2 separate regions of the Sus scrofa genome follow, and region 2 is linked to region 1. The links are chromatin contacts, called in public Hi-C maps. All regions are on one chromosome and are shown on one strand. Each heading gives the region's core, a stretch centred on a gene start, on an enhancer-like site or on the middle of the called end of the contact. The rest is flanking DNA. Distances are from core to core; before and after follow the strand shown. Region 1 holds the start of MAF (transcription factor Maf). Region 2 overlaps MAF (transcription factor Maf).

Region 1 (3,992 bases), core at 1,345-3,844:
CAGAATTACTCTGAGAAGGGTCCTGTGTCCTCTGGCTTCTTTATCCACAAACAAGGGGGACAGAGAAAGAGAAAAAAAATGATTCTCGCACCTGCCAGCACTGCTTTCAGCCCTTCTTCTAACAAGGGCGGTTCTCTAACTTTGTGCCTCTCTCCTCCTCCCACCTTAGGAAAGCAGCTTCTTTTCATTTCATCAACAAAACTGGACACGGATCAATTTCAACTGACCTTTGCCGAAAGGTGGCGCTGTTGAGGTAAAAACCAACTCGTTCCAACAATAGTTTTCACTCTTCGATCGTTTTGCAGGCTTTTAAGATTTTTTTTAAATACACCCTCCTAGCGTCTCCCCCTTCCATAAAATAAATATGATTAACACCAAACGCATTTCATTAATTGGAGAAATCAACAGTCCAACATCCAAGCAAGCGGGCCGGTCTTCCAAACGCTGGGTCCGCTTCGCGCACTCTTGCTTTCCCTCAAATAAATCTCGGCGTCTCCGACTGGCCTATCGCTTTAAAATCTTAGAAACAGAATTGTTGGTTCTTTCTTTTTTCTTCTTTTCTTCTTCTTCTTTTTTTTTTTTTTGCATAAGCTTTAGAAGAATCGATCTAGAAAATTGAATAGTTATTAACATCTGCAACCGGAGGGGAGAAGTAGCCCCCACCTCACCCCACCCCACCCCCACTCTGGGTTTCCGGGCCCGTCCAGAAACCGCGGTTTAAAATTTAACCCTTCGAGGGAAGCTTGTGAAGGCTAGGGTGTTGGGTTTTTTTCCCCTCGTTCCGCGTCAGGATCAAGTCTGAAATAATTAGGTGAAACGTAGAAGTGCAAAGGGCGCGCGGGACCCTGATAAACAGGAGTCAGATTTCATAAGGGGGTGGATGACTCTCTCTGTGTGTGTGTGTGTGTGTGTATGTGTGTGTGTGAGAGAGAGAGAGAGAGAGAGAGAGAGAGAGAGAGAGAGAGAGAGAGAATGAGAATGAATCTCAAAGGCCAAACTGGGGCCAGAGTCGGAAGCCTGAGGGTGAGCGGGGGAGTTAACTCGCGTAGGAGTTCTTTCCCCCCAAGGGCACGCGTCGCCAGCAGGCCCCTGCTTGGAATGGCCCCGAACAACTTATTTCACCTTCTTTAAAAGAGGGTGTGATAAAACGGGCTTTCTGTCTCCGCCACTCCGAATCGCCCTGGCAGGCGCTCGGCCGGGCGACGTCCTGCGCGCAGTCGGGACCCCTGCACCCCCACGCGCCGGCTCCGGGAAGAGGGACAAAGAGTTTGGGTCAAGTTTGAGCTCCGGGCAGTGCCAGGCTCGGGGAAGGAAGGTCCCCTGGGTGGACACCCGGGTGCCGAAGGTGGAGTAAAGAGAAGAAGCTGCCTGGCGAATACAGGATCCAGAGAGTGGGGGTCAGGCCAATCTCCGCTGAGGGAGTGGCAGGCAAGCTGGGGCTCCGGAAGGCAGGCCTCTCTCGCTCCAAAGTAAAGCAAATCGGCCTCCCGGTCCACCTGGTTTCCCACAGCGCCGCTGGAAAACTCCTTCCCCTCTTACACCAAACTTTGTTCCCGGCTCTGCAGCCTCCTGAGGAGGCTGCGGAGCGGGAAGGGTTAAGGCTGCCCGTCCCAGCTGACAGTCAGCTGATTGGGCCCTGATTGACAGCTCCGAAAAGTTTCCTTGTCTCTACACTATTATGCTAATCGCGGCCGCCTCCCATTGGTCTGGAGTACCAGTCAATTTCCCATTTGGGCCTGACGTCACAAGTGCTATAAAACTCAGCAATTGCTTTAAACTCTTCTTGCTGGATCAGAGGCTTTAAAATCTTTTTTTCATCTTCGAGCTGTAGCTCGGGCTGCTCGTCGGCTCGGCCTCCCCCCTTTTGCTCTCCGCCTCGCCTTTCCCCGGGACTTCGCTATTTTGCTTTAAAAAAAAAAAAAAAAAAAAAAGCCAAGAAAGAACTCAACTCCCCCCTCCCTTTCCTCCAGCCCGGCTGCACCTCTGTCTTGCACTTTGCACGGAGGGAGGAAGAGCGCGAGGGAGAGAGAGAGAAAGAGAGAGAGAGAGAGAGAGAGGAAAGAAAGAGAAAAAAAAAATAAAAAGAGCCAGGCTGAAGAGGAGGCGAGAAGCATGAAGTGTTAACTCCCCCGTGCCAAGGCCAGCGCCGCCCGGACAGCCGCCCGCCGCGCTTCCAGCCCCGAGCGGCCGCCGCGCGCGCCCCGCCTGCAGCCCAGGCCGGCGAGGCGAGCCCTCCTTATGCAAAGGGCGCAGCGGAGCGGCGAGCGGGGGACGCCGCGCACCCGGCCGGGCTCCTCCGGCTTCGCCGCCGCCGCCGCCGCCGCCGCCACCGCAACCCGCGGAGGACCTTCCCGAGCCTGAAGCCGCCGGCTCGGCGCGCTAGGAGACGAGCAGGCGAGGAGGGGCCCGGGCGAGCAGCGAGCACATTGGCGTGAGCAGGGGGAGGGAGGGCGGGCGCGGGGGCGCGGGCAGGGCGGGGGGGTGTGTGCGCGCTCGGAGGTTTCGGGCCAGCCACCGCCGCGCGAGCTAGAAGCGCCCCAGCCCGGCAAGCTGGCTCACCCGCTGGCCACCCAGCACAGCCCGCTGGCCCCTCTCCTGCAGCCCATCTGGCGGAGCGGCGGCGGCGGCGGCGGCAGGAGAATGGCATCAGAACTGGCAATGAGCAACTCCGACCTGCCCACCAGTCCCCTGGCCATGGAATATGTTAATGACTTCGATCTGATGAAGTTTGAAGTGAAAAAGGAACCGGTGGAGACCGACCGCATCATCAGCCAGTGCGGCCGTCTCATCGCCGGGGGCTCGCTGTCCTCCACCCCCATGAGCACGCCGTGCAGCTCGGTGCCCCCTTCCCCCAGCTTCTCGGCGCCCAGCCCGGGCTCGGGCAGCGAGCAGAAGGCGCACCTGGAAGACTACTACTGGATGACCGGCTATCCGCAGCAGCTGAACCCCGAGGCGCTGGGCTTCAGCCCCGAGGACGCGGTCGAGGCGCTCATCAGCAACAGCCACCAGCTCCAGGGCGGCTTCGATGGCTACGCGCGCGGGGCGCAGCAGCTGGCCTCGGCGGCCGGGGCCGGCGCCGGCGCCTCCCTGGGCGGCAGCGGCGAGGAGATGGGCCCCGCCGCCGCCGTGGTGTCCGCCGTGATCGCCGCGGCCGCTGCGCAGAGCGGCGCGGGCCCGCACTACCACCACCACCACCACCACCACGCCGCTGGCCACCACCACCACCCGACGGCCGGCGCGCCCGGCGCCGCGGGCAGCGCGTCCGCCTCGGCCGGTGGCGCGGGCGGCGCGGGCAGCGGCGGCCCGGCCAGCGCCGGGGGCGGCGGCGGCGGCGGCGGCGGCGGAGGCGGCGGCGGAGCGGCGGGGGCGGGGGGCGCCCTGCACCCGCACCACGCCGCCGGCGGCCTGCACTTCGACGACCGCTTCTCCGATGAGCAGCTGGTGACCATGTCGGTGCGCGAGCTGAACCGGCAGCTGCGCGGGGTCAGCAAGGAGGAGGTGATCCGGCTGAAGCAGAAGAGGCGGACCCTGAAAAACCGCGGCTATGCCCAGTCCTGCCGCTTCAAGAGGGTGCAGCAGAGGCACGTCCTGGAGTCCGAGAAGAACCAGCTGCTGCAGCAGGTCGACCACCTCAAGCAGGAGATCTCCAGGCTGGTGCGCGAGAGGGACGCGTACAAGGAGAAATACGAGAAGTTGGTGAGCAGCGGCTTCCGAGAAAACGGCTCGAGCAGCGACAACCCGTCCTCTCCCGAGTTTTTCATGTGAGTCTGACACGCGATCCCAGCTAGCCACCTTGATAAGTGCTCCATGGGGGTCCGACTCGGGTGTGGGCTTGCCAGTTCCAGAGCCTTGCTCGCCACCACCTCGCCCCCTCCCCTCCTGAGCTTGCCCCCCGCCCCGCAGTTGCCCCCTGCACACACACACACACACACACACACACACACACGCACGCACACACACACACACACCCTGCTCAGAGTTGGTGGTGGTGG
Region 2 (3,947 bases), core at 975-3,474, 60 kb after region 1:
TCTCTCATAATTAGCAATTTTGAGCATCTTTATATGTTGACCATCAGTGTATCTTCCTTGGAGAAATATTTAGGTCTTCTGGCTTAAACTTAAATTTAAAAAGCCATTTTCAGTACTGTTCATATTATATTGATAGCACAAAAGAATTATTCCTCTTATTTTTGTACATGCTTTTTAATTTTATATCCAATCTTATCTTTTTCTCTGGTTGGCCACATCTTACCATTTGCCATGTGCCTTTAAAAACTTATCTTTACAAACTTCTCCCCACCTTTTAGTCCAAGATTCCACAATGGAGGGTCTTGGTGTGGCTTCATGTGTTGGTGGAAGAAGAGAGGGCCTGGAAATTGCTCAGCTCTATGCTTAGCATTGAAACTTGGCCAAACCTGAGGGTTGCCATGTCCTAACAGCCCAGAAGATGGGACATGGAGACAGAGAAGCCCTGCTCAGTGCCATGCCTTCCTCTCCTGCCCACAGTGGAGCAGAGAGCAGAGAGAGAAGGGAGTCCTGGGGAAGTGGTGTTGCCTCCTTGACAATACCCACTCTTTGGGTGAGCATCCTTCTCCTTGGGGTCCAATGTAAACACTTTGTTCTCCACCCCTTGTCATCTTAGCATCAAAGCCTCAGCATAGGTACCATTCCCATTTTATACACAAGAGGAAAACAAGAATCAGAAAGTGACTCTGCTAGGGCAGTGTTGCTTGTGGGAAACAGTAGTTTGGGCCAGACTGTGTTTGTCTCTTGCCCTCTTTTAAAAGCTTGGGAAGAATATTCTTTCATTACGTTGTTAAGGGTTGTAACACATTATCAGCTGAATAACTTTGTCCAGTGGAATGCACAATTCAAAGTGACATGGTTCTGCTTAAAAACAATCTTAAGATGTGGTACATATACACAATGGAATACTACTCAGCCATAAAAAAGAACAAAATAATGCCATTTGCAGCAACTTGGTTGGAACTAGACATACTCAGTAAAGTAAGTCACAGCAAGACAGATACCACATGATATCACTGATATGTGAAATCTAAAATATGGCACAGGTGAACCTACCTACAGAACAGAGACAGACTCACAGACGTGGAGAGCAGACTTATTGCCAAGGGGGCGGGGGAGGGAGTGGGATGGCCTGGGAATTTGGGGTTAGTAGATGCAAACAACTACATTTAGAATGGATAAGCATTGAGGTCTGAATATACAGCACAGGGAACTATAGCCAATCACTTGTGATAGAACATGACAAAAGACAGTATGAGAAAAAGAGTGTATGTATATGTATGATTGGGTCACTTTGCAGAAATGGAAAGACCAATGTGAATAAACTATAATAAGTTTTTGTAAAAAATCCTAACATTTGATTTTTATTGCCTCCATGGTTGCAAGAGAGAGGAAGACAGAGAGATGTAAGATCAGACATAAAACACATGCAGGCCCCAAAGGCTGAAATGTCATAGAAAGGGATGGTGTCTTTTCTTTTATAGGCAAGCTTCTGCCAACGTATGATGTAAAGACCATTCAGGGTCTAAATCACTTAGAAACAAGCACCTTGAACTCCTCACGAAGCCTCTCATGATCTGCTTGCCATGGCGACTCCAGATTAACCAAGGCCAAGGGCAGTGTCATCGACTGCCACGGGGCTGAGGTGTGAGTCCCAAAAGGGAAGGAAGCTAAGCCCTTCCAGCCCAGGAAACCCGGTTGACCCCTCAGAGCACAGGCCCCAGAAAGTCCCAGCTTGCGAGTTGCCCCGGGGCCCGAGCAGCTTTGCCACAGTCACGAGACTGGACCCGTGCGCACAGCCTGGAGCGCTTGGCCTGCAGAGTGGGAAAGCAGTTCCCTCTTTCTCGGACTGCTTCCCTTTGTTGTCCGTGGGCCACGGAGGCTCTGGGGGCAGTGGGGGAGGTGTGATCTGGAGCCTTGCCATAGGCCCCAACCCGGAGCCACTGACCCCAGCCGCTTGGACGACGCCAGTCGGGAGGCTGGCCTTGACTCTATCTAATCCAACAGGCACTTACTCATCACGTGGCCCTGTCCAAAAATAACACACACTGGGGGCCTTGGGGACACCAGGCCCAGCTAGCGAGAGGCCCTTGCAGGCCCGGGAACCCACCTTCCTGTTTGCCTTCCTGGCCACCAGCATCGCAGCACCTCCCCAGAGCACTGAGGGCCCATTGGGTGTTCCTGGACTGGCATCCTTCTGGGAGCCCAGTGCCCACCACTGACCGGCCACTGGCTGTGTGAACTGTCATGCGTGGTCACCGAAAGGCAGCAATGCCTGGAGTCAGGAGAACTGGGAGGAGCCAGCCTATCACATGCCACCAGGATGCTGGCCCGGGCCAGCCCTGAAGCTCTTTTCTCATTATATAAAATCCTAGTAGCTTAGGGATGCCAGGAGCACTGGTAGTGCTTTGTTTGAATTCAGGCCTGTCGTTCACCTGCAGTGTAAACGTGAGCTTGTCGTATTATCAGTGAAGCCTGGGTTTCCTCTTCCTGAAAAAGAGAGTCGTTCTTGTGTGACAGTGTTGGGGTGGCGCTGAGGTAGCAATGGACCTAGAGTCCCTGCCAGGGCCCAGCAAGGCCTTCTCCCAGCTCTTGGCATTATTGCTTCACTCCACAAGGACTTGAACCATGGGTGCAGGTGTTTTCTGCACCTAGTGTGCATCGTCTGCCAGTTGGGAGAGAGCTTTTGGAGGTGAGGCAGAGTAATTCGAATCAGGATTATTGCCCCCAGTTCGGGAATGTGTGGTAGCAGTCAGTGCATGTGGGCTTTTTGGAGTCACAGTAGTAGCAGTCACAGCAGTAACAACAGTGGTGGTAGTAACAGCCAGTGCAGTAGTGATAGCAGTAATAGTAGCAGTCACAGTAGCAGCAGCAATCATGATAGTATTAGTGGTGGTGTGGTACTACACCAACAGGAGTGGTAGCAGTGCAGTAATAACACCGGTAGTTGATACTTGCAGTACTAAAGTAGTAGTGGTGGTAATGGTACTAGCAATTGTAGTAGTACTACTAGTAGTAGCAGCCAACCTTGATTATGCTCAATTCTCCCATGGACCAACATCTTGACTTCTCCCAACTGTCCTAAGAGAGCCGCTCTTGCCTACGTGCAACAGAAAATGATTGGTTTTGATGCCCCTAGTCATGTGCATCTTATTTTATTGAAGTATCGTTGATTTGCAATGTTGTGTTAATTTCTGGTGTACAGCAAAGTGATTCAGTTTTATGTGTGTATATACATTCTTTTCCATTATGATTTGTCGCAGGATATTGAATCTGGTTCCCTGTGCTGTGCAGTAGGACCTGGTTTCTTAATCCATCCAATACTTAATAGTTTGTATCTGCTAATCCCAAACTCTCCATCCATCCCTACCCACCCCCACCCCTGGCAATCACAAGTCTGTTTTCTGTGCCTATGTTTCTGTTTCGTAGGTATGTTCATTTGGGTCGTATTTTAGGTTCCGCATATAAGTGATATCACATGGTGTTTGCCTTGCTCTTTTTGACCTCGCTTCGTGTGATAATCTCTAGGTCCATCTGTGTTGCTGCACATGGCATTATCTCATTCTTTTGATGGCTAATAGTCCTTTTTATATACGTGCCACATCTTCTTTATCCGTCCTTCTGTAGATGGACATTTAGGTTGCTTCCGTGTCTTGGCTGTTGTGAATAGTGCTGCAGTGAACCCTGGGGTCCAGGGCTCATAGTTAGATGCACAGTTGTTTCTTTCCAGTCTGGGCTGTGAAAAAGTCCATCAACAACAATCACCTGGTTGGGACCTCACCAGGTCATGCTCCTGTCTCTGTGGTGCCAGGAAAGCAGACACCCAGCAAGGTGTCCATTTTTCCACAGCAGCTGCCAGGGAGCTCACCATGGGCACTGGGCAGCTGTTGAAGATGGTCGGGGTGATGGCAGAAGGGACCCCACAAGGTGCTGACCCAGCCCCCCAGCCA

The links. A called contact is a pair of places that touch in the nucleus more often than the background predicts.
Region 2: a Hi-C map of retroperitoneal adipose tissue shows a contact between it and region 1, with 2.2 times the contacts expected there. The contact joins the enhancer-like site here to the promoter of MAF in region 1. A contact is called at or near these places in 6 of 47 Hi-C or Micro-C datasets (epiblast stem cells, liver, psoas muscle and 2 more) and 1 of 2 datasets of contacts at active chromatin or transcription factors (skeletal muscle).

Annotation. Positions count from the first base shown.
Region 1 is chr6:8,466,142-8,470,133 of Sscrofa11.1, forward strand. It overlaps MAF (transcription factor Maf), which reads left to right and starts at 2,595. Exons shown (of 3, transcript XM_021097066.1): 1 at 2,595-3,761. The coding sequence starts at 2,641. LOC106510467 (a long non-coding RNA gene) reads right to left here and starts at 1,246. Exons shown (of 2, transcript XR_001308967.2): 1 at 1,123-1,246; 2 at 557-607.
Region 2 is chr6:8,526,092-8,530,038 of Sscrofa11.1, forward strand. The region is part of intron 2 of MAF (transcription factor Maf); the gene reads left to right. LOC106510470 (a long non-coding RNA gene) reads right to left here. Exons shown (of 2, transcript XR_002345300.1): 1 at 2,108-3,947. Among named protein-coding and RNA genes, the nearest start is that of MAF, 59 kb to the left of the region's middle. Within about 2 kb of position 2,225, at least 11 of the 83 cell types and tissues checked have an H3K27ac peak or open chromatin away from gene starts, as enhancers often do. A contact at or near this core is called in liver and retroperitoneal adipose tissue, where this site is marked.